Linked DNA regions of Mus musculus: region 2 is linked to region 1. The links are chromatin contacts, called in public HiChIP or PLAC-seq maps. All regions are on one chromosome and are shown on one strand. The core of a region is the stretch at or near the end of the contact, and the rest is flanking DNA. Distances in the headings are between cores, read along the strand shown. Region 1 has its middle 20 kb from the start of Gm32280. Region 2 overlaps Zbtb16 (zinc finger and BTB domain containing 16).

Evidence for each region. HiChIP or PLAC-seq counts read pairs in DNA pulled down with a chosen protein or histone mark.
Region 2: a contact with region 1 is called in an H3K4me3 HiChIP or PLAC-seq map of the SCID.adh cell line, with 6 times the contacts expected there. The contact joins two enhancer-like sites. A contact is called at or near these places in 1 of 15 datasets of contacts at CTCF or cohesin (the G1E-ER4 cell line), 5 of 484 Hi-C or Micro-C datasets (the G1E-ER4 cell line, bone marrow-derived macrophages, erythroblasts and 1 more) and 18 of 115 datasets of contacts at active chromatin or transcription factors (the HPC-7 cell line, the SCID.adh cell line, T-cell acute lymphoblastic leukemia and 13 more).

What each region holds. Positions count from the first base shown.
Region 1 is chr9:48,647,645-48,651,556 of GRCm38.p6, forward strand. No RefSeq gene overlaps it. Among named protein-coding and RNA genes, the nearest start is that of Gm32280, 20 kb to the right of the region's middle. Within about 2 kb of position 1,642, at least 101 of the 459 cell types and tissues checked have an H3K27ac peak or open chromatin away from gene starts, as enhancers often do. A contact at or near this core is called in the G1E-ER4 cell line, the SCID.adh cell line and fetal liver, where this site is marked.
Region 2 is chr9:48,812,789-48,816,700 of GRCm38.p6, forward strand. The region is part of intron 2 of Zbtb16 (zinc finger and BTB domain containing 16); the gene reads right to left. Among named protein-coding and RNA genes, the nearest start is that of Zbtb16, 21 kb to the right of the region's middle. Within about 2 kb of position 1,998, at least 55 of the 459 cell types and tissues checked have an H3K27ac peak or open chromatin away from gene starts, as enhancers often do. A contact at or near this core is called in the G1E-ER4 cell line, the SCID.adh cell line and fetal liver, where this site is marked.

The DNA.
Region 1 (3,912 bases), core at 392-2,891:
ATGTCAGGCTGAGAGAAGCTGGGCAACAGAGAACAGCCAGAGGTGTGTAACAAGGAGCAGCTGAAAGCCACTGGGCTTTGCTATTAATGTAGTCAGTAAATAAATAAAGGAGGGCTTAAGCTGAGTGTACAGCAATCAGTTTGGAACTACAGGGTAATTAGCTCTGCAGGGGGCCGCAGGGCTGCAGAGTCAGGTTTAAATGAGAGAGTTCACTTTCACTGAGGCACCCCTGGGGTGCAAAGAAAGCAGCCTAGGGGAGTCAGTCCGCCAGCACTCCGGGTAAGGAGTGGCCAAAGAGCTGTAGCTCTGGGTCTGGGAGCACAGAGAGAGCTAGGGCCTCCCGGTGGGGCAAAGCCTTCCGGTCTGTGTGGAAACAGCTCACCCTAGACTGGACCAAGCCAGGTAGTCCCCAGCTATAAAATGCCACTGTCCTGAGCCTGTCACGCCTTCTTCCTTTAAGGTGACCTTAGGAACAAATACAGGCGCAAGAGCCCACACTGAGCTACTCTACCTGCAGCATGGATACCAGTTCTTGATGTCATGGGGAGATGCCTAGGTGGGCATGTGAGGGGCGTCTTCCTATTTAGCTCCATTTCCTCACCCTTGGCGACTGCATCCTCAGTTTCAGTGAGCGAATTGCCTCTCTTCTTCCCTCTATTTTCCTTCCATGTATTCAGCAAAGATTTATTGGGCACCTGCCAAGTGCAATGTTAGGCTCTAGGAACACCAAGATATAGAACACACGGTTCCTAACCTCAAGGAACTCGATGTCTGGTGAAGGGAACACCGGAGAGCTTAGATGACAGTAATGCACTGTGACAAATGGCGGGTTGCAGGGTCTGCATAGCAGGGCACCCGATACAGTCTCAGGCATCTAGGGAAGGTCTCCTGAGAAAGGTAGCATTTGAGATGAAGCAAGACCCCGGGGAAAGCTGAGAGGACCAGGAAGCTTGCGTTGTGCTCTGTTCAGCTGGTGAAACAGGGTGACACAGGCCGCAGAGCACAGGACCCTAAGTCTCTAAAACCATCCTGGTGATCAAATTGACTCTAGCAAGGTAGGGGTGGATCTAAAGAACAGATTGGGGTGTCAAGCAGGGACTACCATTGAGGTCCCATGGGGAGTTTGGACCTATCCTAGGAGTGATTAAGGAGTTTTCAAAAACGTGATAAGTTGTCTGTAGAGGGGGAGCGGTGGGGGGATATATTCTCTGCAGGATGGAAGAGTAAAGGATGGATGGATGCTGGGGCGAGAGGGACTCTGCTGGCAGCTAGGCGGAAGGCACTGTGGCTGTGGGTGGAGGGAGAGGAGGTGCTGGCAGGATGGAGCAGTCCTTAGATTCACTCTTCTTTGTTTGATCAGCTACACTCTTGTGGGTCTTGTGCAGACTTCTGTTAATTCTGGGCTTCAACTCTGCTCCCTGAGTGACATCCAGAGCCACTAAAAAGAGAGCCAATCAAGGGTGTACCAGAACCTCGGCAGTAGTGACAGAGAGCACTGGACAGGAAGGGACCGCAGGGAAGTAGTGAGTAGAGGAGGCTCCCAGCCAACCAAGCCAAGAGCACAAGTGGGATGATCCCCATCCACCCAACCTGGACTCTATCTTTCCAGTCCAGCTGCCTGTCCCCTCTTCTGACCTCAGCCTCGTGCCCCGCCCCACCCCCACCCCTGGCGGGGCCTGCCCTAGAGGCAGTTCCCCATGCTGCGGGCTGGGGCAGAGGGCAGCTGCGGCCCGCTGCCCAGGGAGGGAGGAGGGGCTGCAGCAGGCCTCGGAGGAGCGTTCTCAGGCTGGCCTGGCCGGGGCCCCTTTCTCTCCATGAGATCATATCTGGGTCAAAGAGCATGTAAAGCAGGCAGACCCCGGCGGTCACACAAAGCCCATTCAGCCAGCTCCTATTCACTCACCTCCTCTCCCCAAGAGCCCGCGCCGCCGGGACCCCAGTGCAGTGCCTAAGCCCCAGCTTTGATGTCCAAGAACAGAAAACGGCGATTAAATGTTGTTTTAAAGAGGGAGTGCCCACTGCCCTCCCATCTGTCAAGAGAAAGCTGAGGCCTGAGGAAGGGGTGGGGTGCAGAGGGGGAGGGACGGAGTGCAGAGAGGGCGGGGCGGGGGCTGGCTTGAGGGGCAAGGCTTGAGGGGAGCAGATCCCAATCAAAACGTATACATCTTTGGCCAAGGACTGTTTTTGTTTTTGTTTTTGTTTTTAAGAAGCAGGGACACGTGACGTGGTAGTGAGGTACAGGGCAAAAGAAATATCCCAGAAATGAGAGTGAGTAATGGGGGAGAAAACGGAGGAGTGACAAAGAGAGATGCAAACCTGGGTGCAAGATGAGGAGAAAGAGACGGGAAAGGAGGACCAACAGAGGACCTAGGGCTCGGAAGAATGGAAGGCTTCCTGCCATGGGCTGGGCCTCTTCCTGGGAGGGTTGTTAGGGTTAGTGTGACTTCAGAGTCTCTCAGCTCAACAACCCGAAGGCCAACAGACCCAGGACCTGGAGAATAAAAACTGGAAACACACACACACACACACACACACACACACACACACACACACACACACACACGCATGCACACACACGTGTGTCAGTGGAAGTGCAGGAACTCAGGCTACACTGTTTTAGCGCTGTTAGTGACCCACTATGGAGGCCGTGACTTGGGTCTAGTGGGAAGACATGACGCTGGAGAAGAAAGGCAGAGATGTTATCAGGCTGTGCATCCAGGGCCTGAGCAGAGCTGCAGTTAGTGCTGAAGATGAGCCAGGTGGTGCTCTCCCCTGCAGCCGGGGACCAGATGGAGCCTCAGGCGTTGTAGGTCAGGCAGGTGCTATACCACTGAGTGAAAACCTCTAGCTATGCAACAGGTCATGACTGCCACAGAACCTTCTGGTGAAAGCTCTGTGTTGAGACAACTCCGAAGCTTGCTTCCCCGTGAAGAAGACAGAGGGCTATCGTACCTCAAGCCTGGGAAAAGCAGGCATCCTTTGGCATCTGATCTGGTCAGGGTTAGACCCCCGCATACTGACTGCATGAGACTGAGTGGTCACCACACACTTTGAAAAAAACGTGGCAGCTTCGGGAGTGCTGCTTCCTGAATTCCCAGTGCAGAAACTATCACTCAAGCCAAGAGTTTTTCTGAATGAAACTGTCACTTAGTGCATTGTTCCAAGGTCAAACGACATTCATACATTTAACACTGCTTCTCAACCCACACCCCAAAGCAAGGGTGTTGGGTTGATGAGATGGCTCAGTGAGAAATGGTACCTGCTGCCAAGCCTGACAGCCAGACTTGGGTTCTCAGGACTCAAAGGTAAACAGAGAGAATGGACTCCCTTTGTATTCTGGGATGGAGAGATGGCTCAGAGTACTTCTTGCTCTTGCTGAGGTCCCAGGCTCGATTCCCAGCCTGATGGCTCACAACCATTTCTGACCTTGGTTCCAGAGCATCTGAAAACTTCTTCTCACCTCAGAGGGCAGGCAGCAGGAACACATAGGGTGCACATACATATGTGCAGGAAAACCATTCATACACAGAACTCCTCCTCAACCTTTTAGTCTTCTAACCTCTATACATGTGCTTGGTGTGTGTGTGAGCGTGTGCACACATACTCACACGCTCACACACACACTAAATAAAATGTAACCGAAATATTTTAAAAGCAAGAATGGGAGCTAGTAAAATGGCTCAGTGGGCCAAGACCCTTGCTGCCAGGCCTAATGACCTGAGTTCAATCCTTGGGTTTGTGACTTGTAAATGTAGCATTAAAATGTCATGCAAAAAAAAAAAAAAGGCTGAATGTGGGGCTGAGATGGCTCAGTGGCAAAGGAACGTGCCATGGAAGGTTGGAGTAGATCCTCAGAACCCACACAGTGGAATGAGACTTCGAGAAGCTGTACTCTGACCTCCCACCCTCACC
Region 2 (3,912 bases), core at 748-3,247, 170 kb after region 1:
TTGCCATCCCTGAGTGGACACTTGTTTGGTTTTTTTGTTTGTTTGTTTGGTTAGTTGGTTGTTTGGTTGATTGGTTTTTGAGACAGAGTCTCACTGTGGAGCACTGGGTGGCCTGGAACTCACTACGTAGACCAGGCTGTCCTGGAACTTATAGTGATCCACCTGCCTCTGTCTCCTGAATGCTGGCATTAAAGGTGTGCACCACCATAGCTGGCCGTGGGCAGATCTTGATGAATATTTGAAATGAAATCAGGGAGACAGTAAAGGTGAGAGCCTGGTTCCCCTATACAGGGGAAGAGCCAGGGTCTGTCTGTCTGCCTGCCTGCCCACATGGCACCTGTCCCTTCTCCTTCCCAGCATTACCTCCTCTGTCTAACTGCTACCCGGGAATCTTCCAGCTGGCCCCAGATCTTTATAGCAAGCTCTAGAGCCTTCTTCCAGGTCCTGAGATCCCTCTAAATAATGGATTTCTCAGCCCTAATTAATGCAAGGAAAAGGGATGGCATACGTTACATTTCTCAGTCGCTCTAACTCACAGCCAGCCTGTACACTTTGAGGGAAGGGCAGCCTCAAGCTAAAGGGTCAGATAAGCTAAAATCAATAGGAGTCACTGCCTCTGGATCCTTTAAATCGCCACTCTCCTGTCCCTGCCCATCCCTGAGCCAGAACCCTATGATGGACACAAAGCAACCTCCAACGAAAAGGACCTTCCATTCACGCTAATGGGAACAAACAGAACATACCTACCCTTTCTGGGAGAAAAAAAAATATCACCTCCACCTTGGGGATCAATCAGACAGCTCGGAAATAACCAAGCGCACACAGTACAAATAACAGGAAAGAGACGCTCAGAGGAGAGCATTATTAATGCAAGCCTAATGTGTTAAACAATGAAGGTGAGAACCTGGTTCACTTCTAAACTGGGCAAATCCATGTGGTTAGGCCACGGAATATAACCACCCCGATGTGATCAGAGCAGGAGAGCAGGGATGTAAAAGTTTTACAAATTCAGACACTCACAAGAGGGTTGTGAGAATAACAACGGGAGTTGAAATCATGGTTTAAGGGAAACCATGGCCCGGATAGGAAAGACACAAATACAGAATACAGCCAGGGGCTTCAGCCTGGTCTCTGCGGCCCCTTCCCTGGAAGCATTGCTAGGGAGCATCAAGAACCCTGGAAATAGAGCAAGGTGCTTAGAGACCCACAAAGCCTCTCTGATGGGGGACATGGAGCAGGTGACAAACTGACAAAAAGGTGACCACCTCAGTCAGGTTCAGCCAGTGGCCAGCTGATGAAACTGAACACAGAAGAAGCCGAGGGTCTGGCTCTGGCTCTCCTATAAAGGCAAAGGACACATGCTGGAGTCCACCAATGCATCCAGGGATGAAGGGAGGGAGGGAACAGCAACACAGCCCCCTCTGCTGCTCCTGCAAGCATCTGCTGGCTTCTAGAAACTTCAGCCATGCTTCCTTCCCAGTCAAAGCTCCTGAGTTACAAGGACCCAGGGCCCAGAGGACTTTCAGCTTGCAACATTCATTTTATTTTATGCTAAAATGAAATGGGAGATGCCCAGACAAACTGTGTCCCCCCCTTTTGGGTGCTCATACACGTGCGTGTGCGCTCTCTGCGCTCTCTCTCTCTCTCTCTCTCTCTCTCTCTCTCTCTCTCTCTCTCTCTCTCTCTCTTTCTCTCTCTCTCTCTTTCTCTCCCTCTCTCCATCAACCATCAACATCAAAAAAGACAAAGAAGAGAACCTTGCCAGCCCTGTGGGCCAGGCCTCCACGCTGCAGGCAGTCTATATGAGCTTCCTTTATCCAACCACAAAAAGGCCCCCGCAAGTCGGCAAGGGGGCCTGGGCGCTGCCAAGCCAGCCGCCCCTCCGTTGAGGTTAGCAGTTACCCAGGGGCCAGATCCATCGGGCAAACAGCCCACGGCTCTCATTACACAACGGGGGCCCTTATCTCCCCTGGCCACTGTCGGTTTGCAGACATTGCATGGTGTGACAACCACAGCCCGGAACGGGCTGTGACAGATAGCCTCCAGCTCTGCCCCACTGTCAGTGTAGGCGAGAAGCAAGGCTTGACCGTTAGTCTAACTTTGGGCCATCACATTGCTACTAAAAAAGAAGATCGGTAGCAGTCTGGGACCCGCGTCACAGTGTCATTTCTCTGATCCTGCAGGCTGAAGCCCCTCTTTCTCAGAGCTCCTTGGCTCTCTGCCTTCAGAGATGAGGTGGTGTAGGGTTATTTCGTCTTTCACTGGTGGAGTGTCAGATAGGAGAGGAACTCTCTTTAGGGACCATTAGTTACCCTCAAAACTCCTTCTCAGGCCAACTCTAAAAGATAGGGGGAAAGCTGGGGACAGTAAAAGGCATACCCGGTGGAGGTGACAATCAGTATGGGCTCTTCTAGCCAGGGTCCTTCTCAGAACACCTCCCAAGGTCCCAGTCATCCCAGGATATAGCCCAAACTGAGCAACCGTTACATTTGCTGATCAATTACACTGCTCCCTGCGCTGTGTGTTGAAGTTAAGGACATAAACTGAGCCGGGCATGGTGGCACACGCCTTTAATCCCAGCACTCAGGAGGCAGAGGCAGGCGGATTTCTGGGTTCGAGGCCAGCCTGGTGTACAAAGTGAGTTCCAGGACAGCCAGGGCTATACAGAGAAACCCTGTCTCGAAAACAAAACAAAACAAAACAAAACAAAACAAAACAAAACAAAACAAACAAACAAAAAAAGACATAAGCTGAAATCCTCAGAATTCTCCACTGACACTTTTGGATTTAGTATCTACAAGGGTCAGATTTTGAACCTGGGTTTACTGAGTGTCCAGGGGGTTTCCTCTGATACCCTCTTCATTCTCTGCCTTCTTTAGGCCTGGTCCAACATTTAGGGCAGCCCCAAGGAATACCAACCCACAAACACACACCCCAACATGGATGATGACCCTGGGCCCTGGCAGATGAGAGATTTTTCTACTGTCTCCTGGGTCTGACCACATATTCCCACTTTTCATCTTTAAATCCTACTTTGGGATGCCAAATGTGACAGTACAAGCCTTTAACCCAACAATCGGGAGGCAGAGGCAGGCAGAGTTCAAGGACAACCTGGTCTACAGAGTGAGTTCCAGGACTGACATCCAGGGCTACACAGAGAAACCATGTCTCTGGACAAAACAAACAAACAAACAAACAAACAAAAAACACATCCTACTTTGGGGTTTGAAGAGGTAGTTGAGACAGAGTTAGACTCAGTAGCTCAGGTCTCCTCCCACCTTAACTCCCAAATGCTGGGATTACAGGTGTGAGCCACCATACCCTGAATTCAACTTGTCCTTCAACAACCCACTCAACTGCCACTCTCTCCAGAATTCTGGGACTGCCTCTCTTTTACCATACCACAGTTACTGGGTAGGGTTACCGGGTGAAATGTTTCTCACCATAAGCAAGACCCCACGGGACTTTGTTGCAAGGTCCACCTCAGTGATAATTACAAATGAACTCAGTGCATTTTGACTAAAGCATCTCCAGTGCGAAGGGAAGCTGACTCATCTAGCTATACATGGCTCTCCTGTGTGGTCCTTCCGTTACCTTCCACTCCATTGCAGACGCCAACACATACTCTCTAAGTACTTTTATTTTTGGTTTTTCGAGACAGGGTTTCTCTGGGTCACCCTGGCTGTCCTGGAACTCGCTCTGTAGATCAGGCTCAAACTCACAGAGATCCACCTGCCTCTGCCTCGAGTGTTGGTATTAAAGGCGTGTGCCGCCACCAACCATCGTCTCCAAATACTTTTTAACTCTGCTCAAATTCTAAGCTCTAGGGCAAGACCCAAGTCTTAGCAGTCTTTGCATCTCAACCCCCACCCCACCCCAACACAGATAGTCCCCTCACCAACGATAGACTTG